Linked DNA regions of Danio rerio: region 2 is linked to region 1. The links are chromatin contacts, called in public Hi-C maps. All regions are on one chromosome and are shown on one strand. Each heading gives the region's core, a stretch centred on a gene start, on an enhancer-like site or on the middle of the called end of the contact. The rest is flanking DNA. Distances are from core to core; before and after follow the strand shown.

The links. Hi-C and Micro-C count contacts between places; a contact is called where the count stands out from the background.
Region 2: a contact with region 1 is called in a Hi-C map of an unstated tissue, with 2.0 times the contacts expected there. The contact joins two enhancer-like sites. A contact is called at or near these places in 4 of 18 Hi-C or Micro-C datasets (embryo and an unstated tissue).

Annotation. Positions count from the first base shown.
Region 1 is chr22:21,454,301-21,462,245 of GRCz12tu, reverse strand. trnaq-uug (transfer RNA glutamine (anticodon UUG)) reads left to right here and starts at 7,901; the gene lies at 7,901-7,945. Within about 2 kb of position 4,970, at least 17 of the 62 cell types and tissues checked have an H3K27ac peak or open chromatin away from gene starts, as enhancers often do.
Region 2 is chr22:21,559,725-21,567,669 of GRCz12tu, reverse strand. All of the region lies in intron 11 of tle2b (TLE family member 2, transcriptional corepressor b), which reads left to right. Among named protein-coding and RNA genes, the nearest start is that of tle2b, 76 kb to the left of the region's middle. Within about 2 kb of position 3,264, at least 16 of the 62 cell types and tissues checked have an H3K27ac peak or open chromatin away from gene starts, as enhancers often do.

The DNA.
Region 1 (7,945 bases), core at 3,721-6,220:
ACACTACATATGCACACACATGATCCCATTCACCTTATTTGTCCTATTGACCTTATTCTAAAATGCGGAAGTGCGCCTGTTTTCGCGATTGTCTTAGAACTTCCGATTCAGTCGCCTATGGGAGAAATGACTCGGAATAATAAACGGCAGAAAATGGCCAAACTACTTGCTCAACAAACAAATGTTTGCATGACTACACAGACCAAGTAGCATAATATAATAAGAAAATATTAAATTGCAACATCAAGCAGCGTAACGAGCTGTTGTTAACGTCAAAAAATGAATGGAAGTGAATGTGACCGGAAGTCGCGAGACAGAAAGATTCAAATGGCAGCGCCCGCTCGACAGCTGAGAACAAGGTAAATACCAGAGGATGCAGCCATTTAAATCTTTTTGGCTTGAGACTTCCGGTCTCATTCACTTTTAATTCATTTTTAGACGTTAAAAACAGTTTGTTATGGTGCTTGATGTTGCAAACTGATATGTTCTTATAATATTTTTCTGCTTTGTTTGTATAGTCATGCAAACACTTGTTTGTAGAGCAAACTACAAACTTGTCTGTGGTTTATTCTTTCTAGTCATTTCTCTTATAGGTAACTGAATCGGAAGTTAAAACAATTGCAAAAATGAGCGCACTTCCGCTTCTTTAGAATAAAGTCAATAGTCCAGCATAGTTGTTTTGGTTGTCAAGTACTCACACCATTACTAACAGAAAGCATAAAATGACAATCATTTTCAAAAAAAAAATGTTTTTTTCAAGTTTATGCAGAGATGATAGAAATTTCAAAAAATAAATTTGTGTGAGCACGGTCACAGCAAGAAGGTCGCTGGTTTGAGTCTCCGCTGGATCAGTTGGCATTTTTGTATGCAGTTTGTGCAATAGATTAATAAAAAACTAAATGGGCCATAGTGTATGAGTGTTTCAACTGTGTAAAACAGATGAAGAATAAGTTGGCGGTTCATTCCACTGTGGCAACCCCTGATGAATAAAAGGACTAAGCTGAAGAAAATTTTCAGAAGTTTCCCCTACAAATACCATTGCTTTTAAATGTGTCAAAAATGCAGTAAAAATATTTTTACACTATTTTACACTACACTAAAATTCACATTTTTTTTTTTGTTTCAGTCTGTTTCAATCTTTAAGGATATCTTTAAGGATTAACTGGATATTAGCTAGTGTGCTCCAAAACAGTGACAAAATTTGCGTTTAGAAGATAAAAAACAAATATAAACATGTACAATTTGTCATTTCCACCTAAATCGATCAACGATTTTTTCAATTCTCATAAAATCTTGACCAAACAAATACTCTCTAAAATCATACATGCCCCACGCCCTTTCAGGTGCTTTTCATTTGATGCGCTTGAGCTCAACCACTCTCACTTGCAAAACTGTGATGATTCGAAATGCTATAGGCTGTTTTTTTTTTTAACGGAGAGGAGCTACACTACGTCCCAACCTTTCTAGTTTTCCAGTTAAGATTATGTCAAACATAGAATAAAAATGCACATTTCAGAGCACTTCACGGGACCTTTAAGAATTAAATAATAGCTTTTAAACCACAATCAAATTTTCATACAAGATGAATATTCTAAAAAACAAAAAGTGACAGAAATATTTCTTTATCACAAACACAAAGCTTTTAGTTTCGCCTTTCCTCGAACAGTTCACATGCTAGATATATGGTTTCACACACTCGACTGCAAACATACCTGTGCACATATATCAAACTGACAGCAGTGTCTTCACTTTCTCCAATTACAGGACTATATTTAGGCCCGAAATGGTCACTTATTCAGCGGCGGAGAGATAATTTGTTTGCATTTGTGTTGGTGCTTTGCTCTCGGCGTGACACTTGTGGTACTTGACTCTCTGCTTAAGGATTTGTCGCGATATATGCACTTAGCAGAATGTGACCTTGCTAAGAAAAGCACTTCATATAAATGTAAACCTGATGCAAAAACATCCACTTTTGAATAATCTTAACAGCCAAAAGACTAAAGGGCCATTCAATGACAATGACTACAATGATGTTGTAAAAACCATACTAAAATAATAATTCCATCCTTTTTTTAAGAGCTTGAACGTTTAAAGTAGTAGCAGTTTTTTTTATTGCTAATAGTTACAGTTCTTAATTATTAATGGGTCTTAATGAACAAAAATGGGTAAAAGTCTGTTTACAATAAGAATTATAACTGAAAAGTAAACTATTTTATCAATAGACAATAGCCAGCAGGCACAGGACGTCAATATGATGTCAGATTGATGTTGTACCCTCGTCATCGGGACGTTACATTTTGTCTGTAAATGAAAATTGGGTTGACGTCAGAACCCAACATCAGGCCAACGTCCAACCTAAAATCAACCCAATGTCTAATGATGTTACAGCTTGACGTTGTGTGGGTGTTACCATTATGACGTCTATCAGATGTTGGATTTTGGTTGCCATACCTGATGAATAAGTGTCAGTATATGACGTCAATATGACGTTGGTTTAAGATGTTGGCTCGATGTTGGATTTTGGTCACTTTCCAACACAACCTAAAATCAACAAAATATCAACGTCATTTTACATCGTTATTGCACATCATAATAACGTCCTGACGTCATGACCTAAATCAATCAAATCAAGTAAATAAATCAAATCAAGACTAATATTAACGTCTCATGTAGTTGTGTGCCTGCTGGGTACATTTACAGCAATGGACAATATATTCTGTTAATTAGAAGTGTGCTCTACAGTTTTGTCTATCACTTTAAATTCTAAGACTGATTCTGATTGGCTGTCTGTTTCACCATTTACTTGGTTTGTGAACAATTGATTTTATTACTTCAGTTTTGTTTAATATAGAAAGGATACAGCTTATGACGTCACAGTGGTGCAGTGAGTAGCACGATCACCTCACAGCAAGAAGGTCGCTGGTTCAAGCCTCGACTGGGTCAGTTGGCTTTTCTCCTTGTGTTTGCGTGGGTTTCCTCTGGGTGCTCCGGTTTCCCCTACAGTCCAAAGACATGTGGTACAGGTGAATTGGGTAAGCTAAATTGTAGTGAATGAGAGTGTATGGATGTTTCTTAGTGATGGGTTGCAGCTGGATGGGCATCCGCTGAATAAAACATATGCTGGATAAGTTGGCGGTTCATTCCACTGTGGTGACCCCAGATTAATAAAGCGACTAAGCTGAAAAGAAAATTAATGAATAATGAGGATACACCATATGACTATATCTTAAAACAAACCCCCCACCCAAGTAGACTTATTCTACATTAACAGAAGTCAGAAGATTGCTATAAAAAACAAGAATAATGTTAAACCAAATAAAGAGTAGAAGTTTTAAAACATTCAAATAAATGACTATTACACATTGAGATACATAAAGTACACATAAACAGAAAAGCTGTACATTAGAAGTTAGAAACAAAAGATTTGAAAACATCAAGCAGTATAATCCAAGACTTAACAGTTTTTGACTGAGCTTCATGTGTGCACACTGTTTAAAGTTCCATACAAATAATGTCCAGCAATGATAGGCCCCATTGACGTCTACTCATTATATGAGGAGGGATCCATTAATTCATTTTCTTTTCGGGTTAGTCCCTTTATTAATCCGGGGGCGCCACAGCAGAATGAACCACCAACTTATCCAGCACGTTTTTACGCAGCGGATGCCCTTCCAGCTGCAACACAAGGGAGAACATGCAAACTCCACACAGAAACGCCAACTGAACCAGCCAAGGCTCGAACCAGCAACCTTCTTGCTGTGAGGCGACAGCACTATCTACTACACCACCAGACCACCACCAGACCACTATCTACTTCTATCTACTATCTACTTCTATCTACTTCTATCTACTTTCACCATTTACCAAAAAAAAGTAAAGTGTTTTGTCCACTTTACTATGGAATATATTCATTCATTCATTCATTCTTGTCAGCTTAGTCCCTTTATTAATCCAAGGTCCCCACAGTGGAATATATATACATAAATTCTTAAATGTACAACGAAAAACGACAAACTCTTTACATTTTTTTAAATTATATATATATATATATATATATATATATATATATATATATATATATATATATATATATATAATTTTATACATTTAATTATTTCCATTTTATTTATTTCTACTTTCATTTGTGACAATAAAACATCAAAATATGAGTGAAATTATGTTCAGTGTTGTTCAGTTTTAGAAAAACAAATCTGTAAAAATGAAACAACACTTATTTTGACCTGTATTTATCAAAATAAATCAAAGAAAATTACATTTTTACTATATTTTAAATATTTAGCTGGCAAATAGATAAAACCTAGCAATCTGAAGGTCATTGATTGGCCCAAGGCCCACTTTTAAAAAACCACCCCTTTAAATTTGCGTCTTTTAATGTGTCGTCAAATATTTTGTTGTTCTAAATCTGCCTGCCAAGATATTGTGGTGTATAAACGAATGTTTCCCTGAATGACATTTCTCTATAAAACAGTTGTATTACTAATTACTAATTTTATGCTCAGAGGAAAAAAACATTAAACAAAACACATTCTAACATATGAAAAACAACCTCTCTAAGTGTGACACTAAGCACTCGACTTGATCTGCTAATTATCGCAATGTCTACTAATGAAAGAATGTGACCTTGCTATGAATGTGCTCAAGATAAATATAAAACTGATGACTCATCAGCTTTTAAATAAATATATCAGCCATAGAAAAACTAATGAATGAGCAACAATGAAAGTCTATAGCGTAGAGTGTGTCTCCAGGCCAGAGTGGAGGTGACTGACGGCTAGACAAGACTGTGCTGTTGTTGTGATCCCCTCTACACACACACAAACACACACACACACACACACACACACACACACACACACACACACACACACACACACATACACACATCCCTCACAGACAAGCCTCATGTCAGCACGGAGACGGCAGGCTGATTTATTGGATTCTCCTCCCTTGGGATCCTCCAATTCTCCCCCCATCCATCCATCCATCCATCCATCCCTCCTCCTCTTTCCTGCTTTCCCCAGGGGGCAGAGAAGGGGTAATGACCCACATCAGCATCCAAACACACACACACACACACACAGAAACAATTGTTCAAGCACATTTGCACCCTTCACAGGATATCAAACCTCGAAATTTGAAATTCCATCGCAGCAATTATTCAAGCCATAATTAAGATGATTCATGCTGACAAAAAAAGATGCTTCAACCTGAAAGCAAGACGGTGCATTTGCATATAGAGATAAGTCTGCTATTATCATAGATGTATTAATTTTGTTGTTGAATGCATGTCAGTTTTGTCTTTATTTGAGCCCGTTCGTATCCAATGCTGCATTTCTGATCAGTTTTTATGAGTCAGCAGATTAACGGATTCATAATATCGCCTTTGAAACATTTTACAATGTTGTAATTTGGTTGCAATTAGGTAACGTTGTAGTAAAAATTATTTAAATAAATTCTAAAACATTTTTACTATTGAAAATTCATTCATTTAATTACCTTCTCGAGCTGCCATACTTAAATATATTGTTATTAAAATTAAACATTTTCCAAAAAATACCATCACAATATTTGGTATTGCGATATTTTATATTTTATTCTGCAATAATTGTTGCGATATGAATACAGTTTCACAAGATGGTTTGAATAGTTTTCTGGGACGTTTAACAGTATGCAGGTACATAAATTTAAAAAATCACAATGCAAAATATGATTTTCTTATGCTTTTTCTCATTTCTAGACTAAATATCTAAAGATTCTTAGATTAAGAACTTGTTTTGAACTTCAGAAGACATAAGCTAAAATTAAGAGTTTTCTTTAAAATGACAAGCTAAATTATCTTCCTGTGGGATAATAATAATAATAATATTATATAATAATATAATAATGATAATGTTAAAAAATAATAATCATTTTTGCATAAATCGTATAAATTCTGTATAAATACAATAAATAAATACAATAATTAATTTTTGGCTCATGTTCAACTATAATCCAGACTCAACATTGCATATCTTTGCTATGTGACTATTGCAGATGTGCACACTGCGATATCGATGCTAAAACGATATATTGTGCAGCTCTAATACCAATATTATATAATTTATAATTTATATACAATTAATTAATTTATAATTTATATAATTATATAATTTGTTTTTACCAAAACTAAACCACAGCAAACTGCAACTTATAAAAGATGCTGTATACAGGTGTCAAAATAATGTAATGATGTCTAATATAAATAACGAAAGAAATGTTTCTAAATACAAAACCAATACACAACCATTTGTTTGTGTGTGTGTGTGTGTGTGTGAGCTTGACCAGCCTGGTTTAAGCTAGACATAGCTTGTTATAGCTGGGCTTTCAGCCTGATAGGTTGGTCAATCTGGATTTAGCTGGTCATCTCCCAGCCTGACCAGCTAATACCAGGGTGGAAATGGCTGGAAACCTGAAAAAGTCAAAACAACCTTTAAAACCAGGCTGGTGACCAGCTAAAACCAGCTAACCAGCTTAGGTTGGTTTAAGCTGTTTTTGTTAAATATGTGGTCAGTTTTTATGAGCCAACTGGTTATATTTTGAATAAAAATGTAGGCAATTTAGTGTGTTAACATTTTAATTACTTATTTTACATTTATTTGTGAATAAAAAATTGATATTTAAAAAAATGTTTAGGTGACATGGAGCTCAGTGGTTAGCACTGTCGCCTCACAGCAAGACGTTGACCACACAGAAATGATCATTAGTTGGCATTACTGTGTGGAGTTTGCACAAGGATGCACACGGATGTTCTCCGTGTTTGCATGTGTTTCCTCCAGGTACTCCAGATTCCCACACAGTCCAAAGACATGTGTAACAGGTGAATTAAGTAAACTAAATTGGCCATAGTATATGTGTGTGAATGAGTGTGTATGGGTGTTTCCCAGTACTGGGTTGCAGCAGGAAGGGCATCTGCAGTGTAAAACATATGCTGGATAAGTTGGCAGTTCATTCCGCTGTGGCAACTCCTGAAGAATAAAGGGACTAAGCCGAAGGAAAATGAATGAATAAAAAATGTTTTCAATTTGACTTACAAGATAAACTTGTTTTTTTTTTTTACATATGTCACAAATTATTATTAAATAAATATTGTTTTGACAAATTGCATCACATTATGATGTTATACCACCTGAATTAGTCTTGTTATTTAAAAAAGTCATTGATTAAATACGATCAATGATATCGATCTATTATCTTTTGTTTGTTGTTTCAAAAGGGACAGCAGTATCACTTGATGTTTTCTACATTTTTCAAATGTTTCATTATTTTATTGATATTTTCTAATGTGTTTGTGCGCCCACGTGTGTGTTAATTCTAATCACTGCAAATGCCCTAATTTGCTTCTAATATAGATTGCAATCACTAGAATAACGGTAAAATGTGCTACGAGCTGCCCCCTTCAGGTACATATCAGAATTGCAAAGCAGGGCGTACAATTAAAATCAACTGAAGAGGCTTTTATGAACTGACATGTTTTCCGTGGGTGTAACTGCAATTCTCACATTTTGCTTCATATTTTCACGTCGTTTTAATCACAGTTGGTACAGCTTAATCTCGAGAACTCGTGTATAAAACGAGCTAGCGAGTTTGCTAACGTTAGCTTAGCTCGCGGTTATTTGTTGTGTCGCGCTAGATGTTGTAATGTCTTTATTTATTTTTATTTATCTCGAATACATTTTAAGAAAATTGAGCTGATTTGTTTGTCAGAGGTAGCAAGGGTTAATGAAATGCTATTTCTAGAACACAACATAGAGGCAATTCTGTTGGGGAAATGTCTGCCTATAAATGTGTGTACGTTCTGTGTTTAGAAATATTTTCCCTTGACTCACCTATTCAAGCACGTGGTTCTATGGTGTAATGGTTAGCACTCTGGACTTTGAATCCAGCG
Region 2 (7,945 bases), core at 2,015-4,514, 110 kb before region 1:
CTCTTAATAGGATTCCAGATTTCTGCGTCTCCGCCCTTCCTCTAATCCTGCTTTCATCGTAGTACTTTTATTTATTCGTTTATTTATTTATTTATTTCCTGTCAGTCTCTGTAGGTCTCACTTCTATCCCTGTGGATTTAAAACACTGGATTAAGATATGATTGCTGGATAGACAGAGATCTAGATAGTTCAGAGTGTGTGTGCGCGCACGTGTGTGTGTGTGCACACCATGTCTTCCTGACATTGTGGGGACACTTGTATATGAAAATACCAGTAGATTTTGACCTTGATTTAACCATTTTTTGACTTTTGAAAATGTAAAAATGCAGATTCATTTAAGAGTTTGGTTTAAGGGTAGGTTTGGAGTATGGGGATGGAATATATAGTTTGCACAGTATAAAAGTCATTACGTCAATAGGAAATCCCCATATAGATAGGTGTTTGTATGTATGTGTGTGTGTTTTAGAATTCTAGGCTGTGTGAAATTGCCACATGATTTTCAGCACTGCTCAGATGATGTCTTTTGCACATGATTGGCATCTCAATTATAGTTCACTGAATTTGAAAACATGTGTTCACTGAATCTCAGAATGCATGCATGTATTCGGTCAGGGGTCTGTATATAAATGTTTTGTTCTCTCTGTCTGTGTGTGTCCTTTTGTCTGCTTTATCTGTATGTTTTTCTGTAAATCTGCACTCATTTCTGAATTGTTGTGTACACCTGATCTAGTGCTTGCAAACACAAATATCTAGTCAGCCAATCACATGGCAGCAAGAATATTCACCCTCTTGATGTGGTTTGGATTTGGATTAAGATCGTTCGATTCCGTGTTACTTGTTTATGTTGTCATGGATGAGTCGTAACATTAAGTGAGTTTCTACTGGTGCTTTGTGAAAATAAGAGAACACAACAAATAAATGTGCAAAACAAAAATAACAATTTATTAAACAATGATATTAAACAATGAATATAGGAATTCAAAATGTACCTTAAATAACCGAATCAAACAAAAAACAGGAGTGTTGCCAAAATGAAGAAATAAATATAACAAAATAATCTAAAGGGGTGACGTGGTGGCACATTAGGTAGTGCTGTCGCCTTACAGCAAGAAGGTTGCTGGTTCGAGCCTCAGCTGGGCATGTTGGCGTTTCTGTGTGGAGTTTGCATGTTCTCCCAGCGTCACGTGGGTTTCCTCCGGGTGCTCTTGTTTCCCCCACAGTCCAAAGATATGCGGTATAGAATTGGGTAGGCTAAATTGTATGTAGTGGATTAGTGTGAAGGAGTGTGTATAGATGTTTCCCAGAGACGGGTTGCAGCTGGAAGGTCATCCGCTGCGTAAAACATATTCTGGATAAGTTATCGATTCATTCCGCTGTGGCGACCCCAGATTAATAAAGGGACTAAGCCAAAAAGAAAATGAATGAATGTATCTAACTAAATCCCAACCCACTAAACTAGCCAAAGAAAAATGCAGACAAAACCATAATCTTCAGCGTATGTGAAGCTTAACTATTCAAAACATAATTACAAGTGTGGCAACTCCTTCATGAACTAACTAACACAAGAAAACTATTCTGCTCAGAACTACTAGAATTCTCGTAAAGTACACACTGTTAGCAGTTAGCAAAACAAGATCTTATTTGATAATCCAATTCTCATAAATATCGTTCGACTTCCTAAAAATCTGAGCTGCACAAACTTATCCAAGGAATAAAGCACTTAAACGAGAAACAAGCTAAACAACAAAATAATATAAACACAAGTTAACAGGCTGGTCGACACATGTGAAGAGTTTCATTAAAATCAGGCGCTCCTCCTGAACTGCACAAGCGAACGTATTTTTAAACCATGATTGGTGCGCCGCTCCTGATTGGTGCGCAGAGTGGAGTCATAGAGATAATTGACAGCCTTCTCGCCCAATTGTTGCACATCTAGGGCAGGACAGAGTACACAACGGAAAAGATAAAAGAAAGTGACACACAAAACATTTAATGCGATTTGACTTCACATTTAAAGCTAAAATCTATGTGGTTTGGATGCAGTAAACAACCAGTGTCATATGTTGTAACTGTTTACACTAGTAAGATATGTAGATGTGGTTTGAATTCAGTTTATAAATGTATCTGTTTACATTTAAAACACAATTGGATAAGATTAAAATTTCATTCAACTGATCGTTTACAGTTGAAGCCTGTCTGTCTATTCATCCTATTCATCCATCCATCCATCCATCCATCCATCCATCCATCCATCCATCCATCCATTAATTCATTCATCCATCCATCCATCTGTCCATCCATCTTTCTGTCCATCTGCTCATCCATCTATCCATCCATCTGTCACTCTGCCCATCCATCCATCCATCCATTCATCCATCCATCCATCCATCCATCTGTCACTTTGCCCATCCATCCATCCATCTGTCACTCTCTCCATCCAGTTATCCATCCAGTTATCCATCCATCCGCCAAAGTATCTATAAATTTTTCCATCAGATTTTTTGTCCATCCATTCATCCATCCATTCATCCACCAAACTATCTATTCATGTTTCTATCAGATTTTTTGTCCATCCATCCATCCATTCATCCATTGCAGTTTCCATCCATCTGTCTAACAAACTATTCATTTTTACATCAATTTTTTTTGTCCATCCATCCATTCCCATCAATCTGAGTGTCCATCCATCCAGCCGCCAAACTATCTATTAATTTTTCCATCAGATTTTTTGTCCATCCATCCATTCATTCATCCATCCATCCATCTATCCATCCGTCCATCCATCCGGATTCTGTCTAGGTTTATGCGGTTTACAAGGACACAATTGTATAATGACATGGACATGACTTAATTGTATTCTATTACGATGGTTTATGAGGACATAGCCATTGTCCTCATAATTCAAAACACTAAAAAATCATACTTAACAAGTCTTTTTGTATTCAAATGCCACATGTGTCCTGTGAGGGCTGGGTTTAGTTGTAGGGGTGGGGTAAGATCATTGTGCCAAAAGAGAGTTTTCATAAACCATATATGCAGGTATGTGTGTGTGTGTGTGTGTGTGTGTGTGTGTGTGTGTGTGTTTGTGTGTGTGTGTGTGTGTGTGTGTGTTTTTTCCAGCAGTAGTGCGAGACAGCCTTTCTAATAGCTCTGGCATTATCATTACAGCCAATGCAGTGAGGTGTGTGTGTGTGAAAGAGACAGAGACAGCAGAACCATAAAAAAAAGTGAGAATAAAGAAGCCACACAACACACACACACACACACATCCATGCTCCTTTAAAGTGATGCCCCCGGATGCACGCTTGGTCTTATCAGCCTGCCCCCTTTATGTCTAATGGACTCTCTCTCTCTCTCTCTCTCTCTCTCTCTCTCTCTCTCTCTCTCTCTCTCTCTCTCTCTCTCTCTCTCTCTCTTCAAACATTTAAAGGCAGATATTAAGCAATGAAGCTCTAATCACTGATTGTGGTCACAGGCACAGAGGTATTCAATAAAGCCCTCATTTTCTCTTCTTCTCATCTGTCACACAGCTCTCTCTCTCTCTCTCTCTCTTTCTCTCTATCTCTGCTTGTTCTCTCTTAAATTCCCTCCTTCTCTCATTTTGGCTCGCTCTAGTGCTCTCTCTCCTTTTCTCTCTTTTTCTCTGGGCATCGTGCCAGCCTCTCTTCCCCTGGCGCTCCGCCAATCTCCCCCTCTCCTCTCTCTTTCTCTCTCGCTCTCTCTCTTTCTTTCTGATTGATGGCCCTTCCATTCGGAAAAAGGAAGAAAAGAAACAGAACGAGGGAGGAAAAGAGAGCAGTAAAGCACTGAGAATCAGACACACACACAAAGGAGGACACGGGCACACATATATGCACACATGCAGAGGCTCATGGGTAATTAAATGTGCGAGGGAAAAGCACTTACAGAGAGGCGATGAGGACGCATTCCTGCACATGTGTACACAAACACACAATCCAGTTGCATTACAAACAAGAAGGCCCTTGTGGGTCATCTGATTATATACTGTACAGTTGAAATCAGAATTATTAGCCCCCTCTTTATTTTTCCCCCTAATTTCTGTTGAAAGGAGAGAAGATTCAACACATTTCTAAACGTAATAGATTTATTAACTCATTTCTGATAACTGATTTATTTTATCTTTGCCATGATGACAATAAATAATATTTTAGATATTTTTCAAAACACTTCTATACAGCTTAAAGTGACATTTAAAGGCTTAACTAGGTTAATTAGGTTAACTAAGCAGGTAAGGGTAATTAGACAAGTTATTATGTAATGATGGTTTGTTCTGTAGAATATTGAAAAAAATAATTTTGACCTTAAAATAAATGGCTTTTAAAAAATTAAAAACTGCTTTTATTCTAGCTGAAATAAAACAAATAAAACTTTTTTTCCAGAAGGAATATTATTATTAGACATACTGTGAAAATTCTCTTGCTCTGTTACAAATTATTTGGGAAATATTTAAAAAAGGAAAAAGTTTCAAAGGGGGCTAATAATTCTGACATGACAGTAGGTATATTATTTGTTTTTGTAAAAATATTTGAATTATTATGCATTTCTTTTGTAAATAGATATTTTGATAACACTTTAAAATAATGCTCCGTTAGTTAATAAAGCTAGTAATAGATTAATTACAGTATTTATTCATCTTTGTTAATGTTAGTTAATGGTATTTAAGTTAGAAGCTCATGTTAGTTAATGTTAATTCATAGTGCATTACCTACTGTTACTGTTGCTTTAGATTTTAATAATGCATTTGTTAACGTTGAACTATAATTAATAAATGCTGTACAAGCTTATTATTATACATTAAAATTTTTGGACCATTATTTCAAAGTGTCACGCCCCATTCACTTTGAATGGGTGACGTCTAGCCGAACTGAATTGTGGATCTGTCAACATGACGTCGCTTGCTACAGACGTTGGAAATTTCTCAACTATTCAAGCGCCAACGAAATCGTCAGCCAATCCGATTGCTTTATGCAAACACCCCCGCTTAGACAGTAGCTGATTGCAGGCTTATTTCATTGGCTGACGCAATCATCATTGCCCAACTTCAGACACACTCTCTGTTGACGCTGAAACCCCATGTAATTTGGGCATTACCAATATTAAAAAAAAAAAAAAAGTCATTAAAGGATGAATACGCTGCTGGAATCAGCTCCCAGAAAGGATAAGATGTGCTCCAACATTAGACACATTCATATCAAAACTGAAAACACATCTGTTTAGCTGTGCCTACTAAATGAGCACTGTGCTACACCCGACAGATTGCACTATTGTGTCTTTCTTTTCTTTTTCATTTGTTTTATAACACGTTTTAACATATTTTGTTCTGTTTTTAAGAATTTTTTTCTTTGTTATTTTTGTTTCTTATACTTGTTTCTTTTAATCTTGGTCATGCAAAACACTTCAAATTACCATTGTGTATGAAATGTGCTATATACAGTAATTAAACCTGCCTTGCTTAAAATATTTGACTTATATCTTTTTTTTATATTCCACTACACATTATGTGTTTTATCTATGAATTATTCTTTCCATTTTTTTTTTTTTTTGTATTTTAAATATTTTGTCAAAACTTCAGTTTAAACAATATATTTAAGTTTTTCGCTTTGGTACATTTCTCAGATCAGAATTGATATTTGCAAAACAGAAAGGGAATTTTTCAAAAAATTTGTATACTATTAGCAAAACAACATGGATTACCTGCAAAACCCATTTTTTTGCTCAAAATCCTTAGTCACAAGTCATTGTGTATACATAAGACAGTCAAATTACTTGTCAGTTTAGTAATTTTCTAACTTGTCAAGTCATGTTGTCAATTTAACTGTGTACTCTGAAGAGATGTTCTTATGTAGAGATAAAGAAGAGATGTTCTTATGTAGTTTTTGGGCTCTTTGTACTGCATTTTGTTGCCAGATCTTGTCATTGTGATACAGAGAAAGGTAAATACAGCACTGCATGACACACAAAAAAGCAAAAAACAAAAGTAGAAATGTGAACAAAGAAATCTCCTTTGGGATGCACCTTCATTAGAAGAAGTCTAGATTCACTTGAGCAAAATTTGCCAATTGTAGACAGATATAGAAAAAAATCTAACGGGAATGTCTTTGAAAATGCATTATGACAACTTGTTCAGCCATTTTGCATGTAAAGACTTATGCTATAAACAAATGAATTAGTGTTGTGGGGGGTGAGACTTTTCAACAGAGACCAAAACAATACATTTTAATCAATATGACATAAGCAATTGATAATGTACTGTAGGAAACATCCAAGAATTGTACATAATCATTTGCATGGATGTACAAAAGCATTTGAAGAGTTCAGATGCAAAATCCACTAAATGCCACTTAATACTGCCAAAAATGATATAATGACATTGAGTGAATGCTATTGGCACATTGTACATGTTATTTGAAATCATCTAAATCGCAGAGTCAGCCTTTGACAGCAAAAGCCGCTATATCCTCAGAACCAATCAGAAGAAGCGAATCGAATCATATGTTTTCAATGTAGCAGATACGCTGGCTTTTATTGGGCTGTTTTATTGCACTTTCGATTTGTTTTTAAAACATGATTTTTGATGAACTGCATGAGCCTGTCCGACTGTCAGTGAATGGCAAATGAAAACGTCCCTTACCTCAAAAAAAAAATAAGCAAAAGAAAACACAATGTACAGTCAGAAGTGTAGCATGCACTCATAAAGATTTCTTGCGCAGTGATGCTACTTTGAATGAGTCGGATTTGCTACACATTAAACAGCAACTGCGTTTCACGAAAGACAAGAGTTAGGACGCCGTTCTTATATCCCACATGGATGCTATGAGGATAAACAATAGATGAAAAAGAGACCAAGATCTTGAGTATATTGAGGATGAATAAATGACTGCTTCTGGAAGACATCCTCTTTTTTGCACAAAGTAGGCCTTACTTTGTGTTTTATTTGTTAATGTAAGCTATTTTTTAAAATATAAATATAATGTATAATACTGTACATTAATTCTATTACTTTAATAAATTGTATATATATATATATATATATATATATATATATATATATATATATATATATATATATATATATATATAATTGTTGTTTTTTTTAGTAATGGACAATACACAGATCTTGATGTTTCACAACATGTTTTTACACTACATTTTTTGAATCTAACAAGCTTGTTTACATTGCTCTACTTACATTAAATCCAAATCCCTAATATCAGAAATGACAATGGATTGTTAAGATTTAATTATTGTCAATTTTAATGTTATTGATTAATGCACTTGACTTTTATCAGGGGTTACCACAGCGGAATGCCACTTACTTGAAAGATGTATTTTTAATTTCAGGTGGTTTGTGTTTGTGTTTTATTTTTGGTAAAATAATTTCTAATTGCATCTTTAGAGATTTTCAACTAATTACACTGTCTTGTCCCAATGGTGGATTCAGAGGTTTTTGCAAAAAAAAGCAGAAGTGGATTTAGCTGGTTTTGACGCAAAACAAAAATGTACCTTGTTAAAAAACAAAGAATTGTCTACAGTGACATTTTTGAGAAAAAAAGTTTTTTTTTACTAGATAATAACCTGATCGTTACATATAAAATGAAACTTCTGAACCTAATCAGAGGAGCCTGATAGAAAATGCTCATTTACAAGAAAAGAGGTCTGATGGATTTAGAGGGTTTTGAATCTGAACTCTTCATTTGCAACTTGTTCAGTGGAACTGCTTATTTGATGTGCACAAGTGACACAATGATGTGAAGACTAAACAGGTAGTTTTGAGAAGTCTGATCTGAGAAATGTACCAAAGCGACTGAGAAACACTGTAAAATTTTAACATCAATCTTAACTCATTAAGGAATAAATATTATAGCGTTTAAATTTGCGCAGACGCCCAGAACTGTCGACTTTCTGACATGCAAACATGTCATGC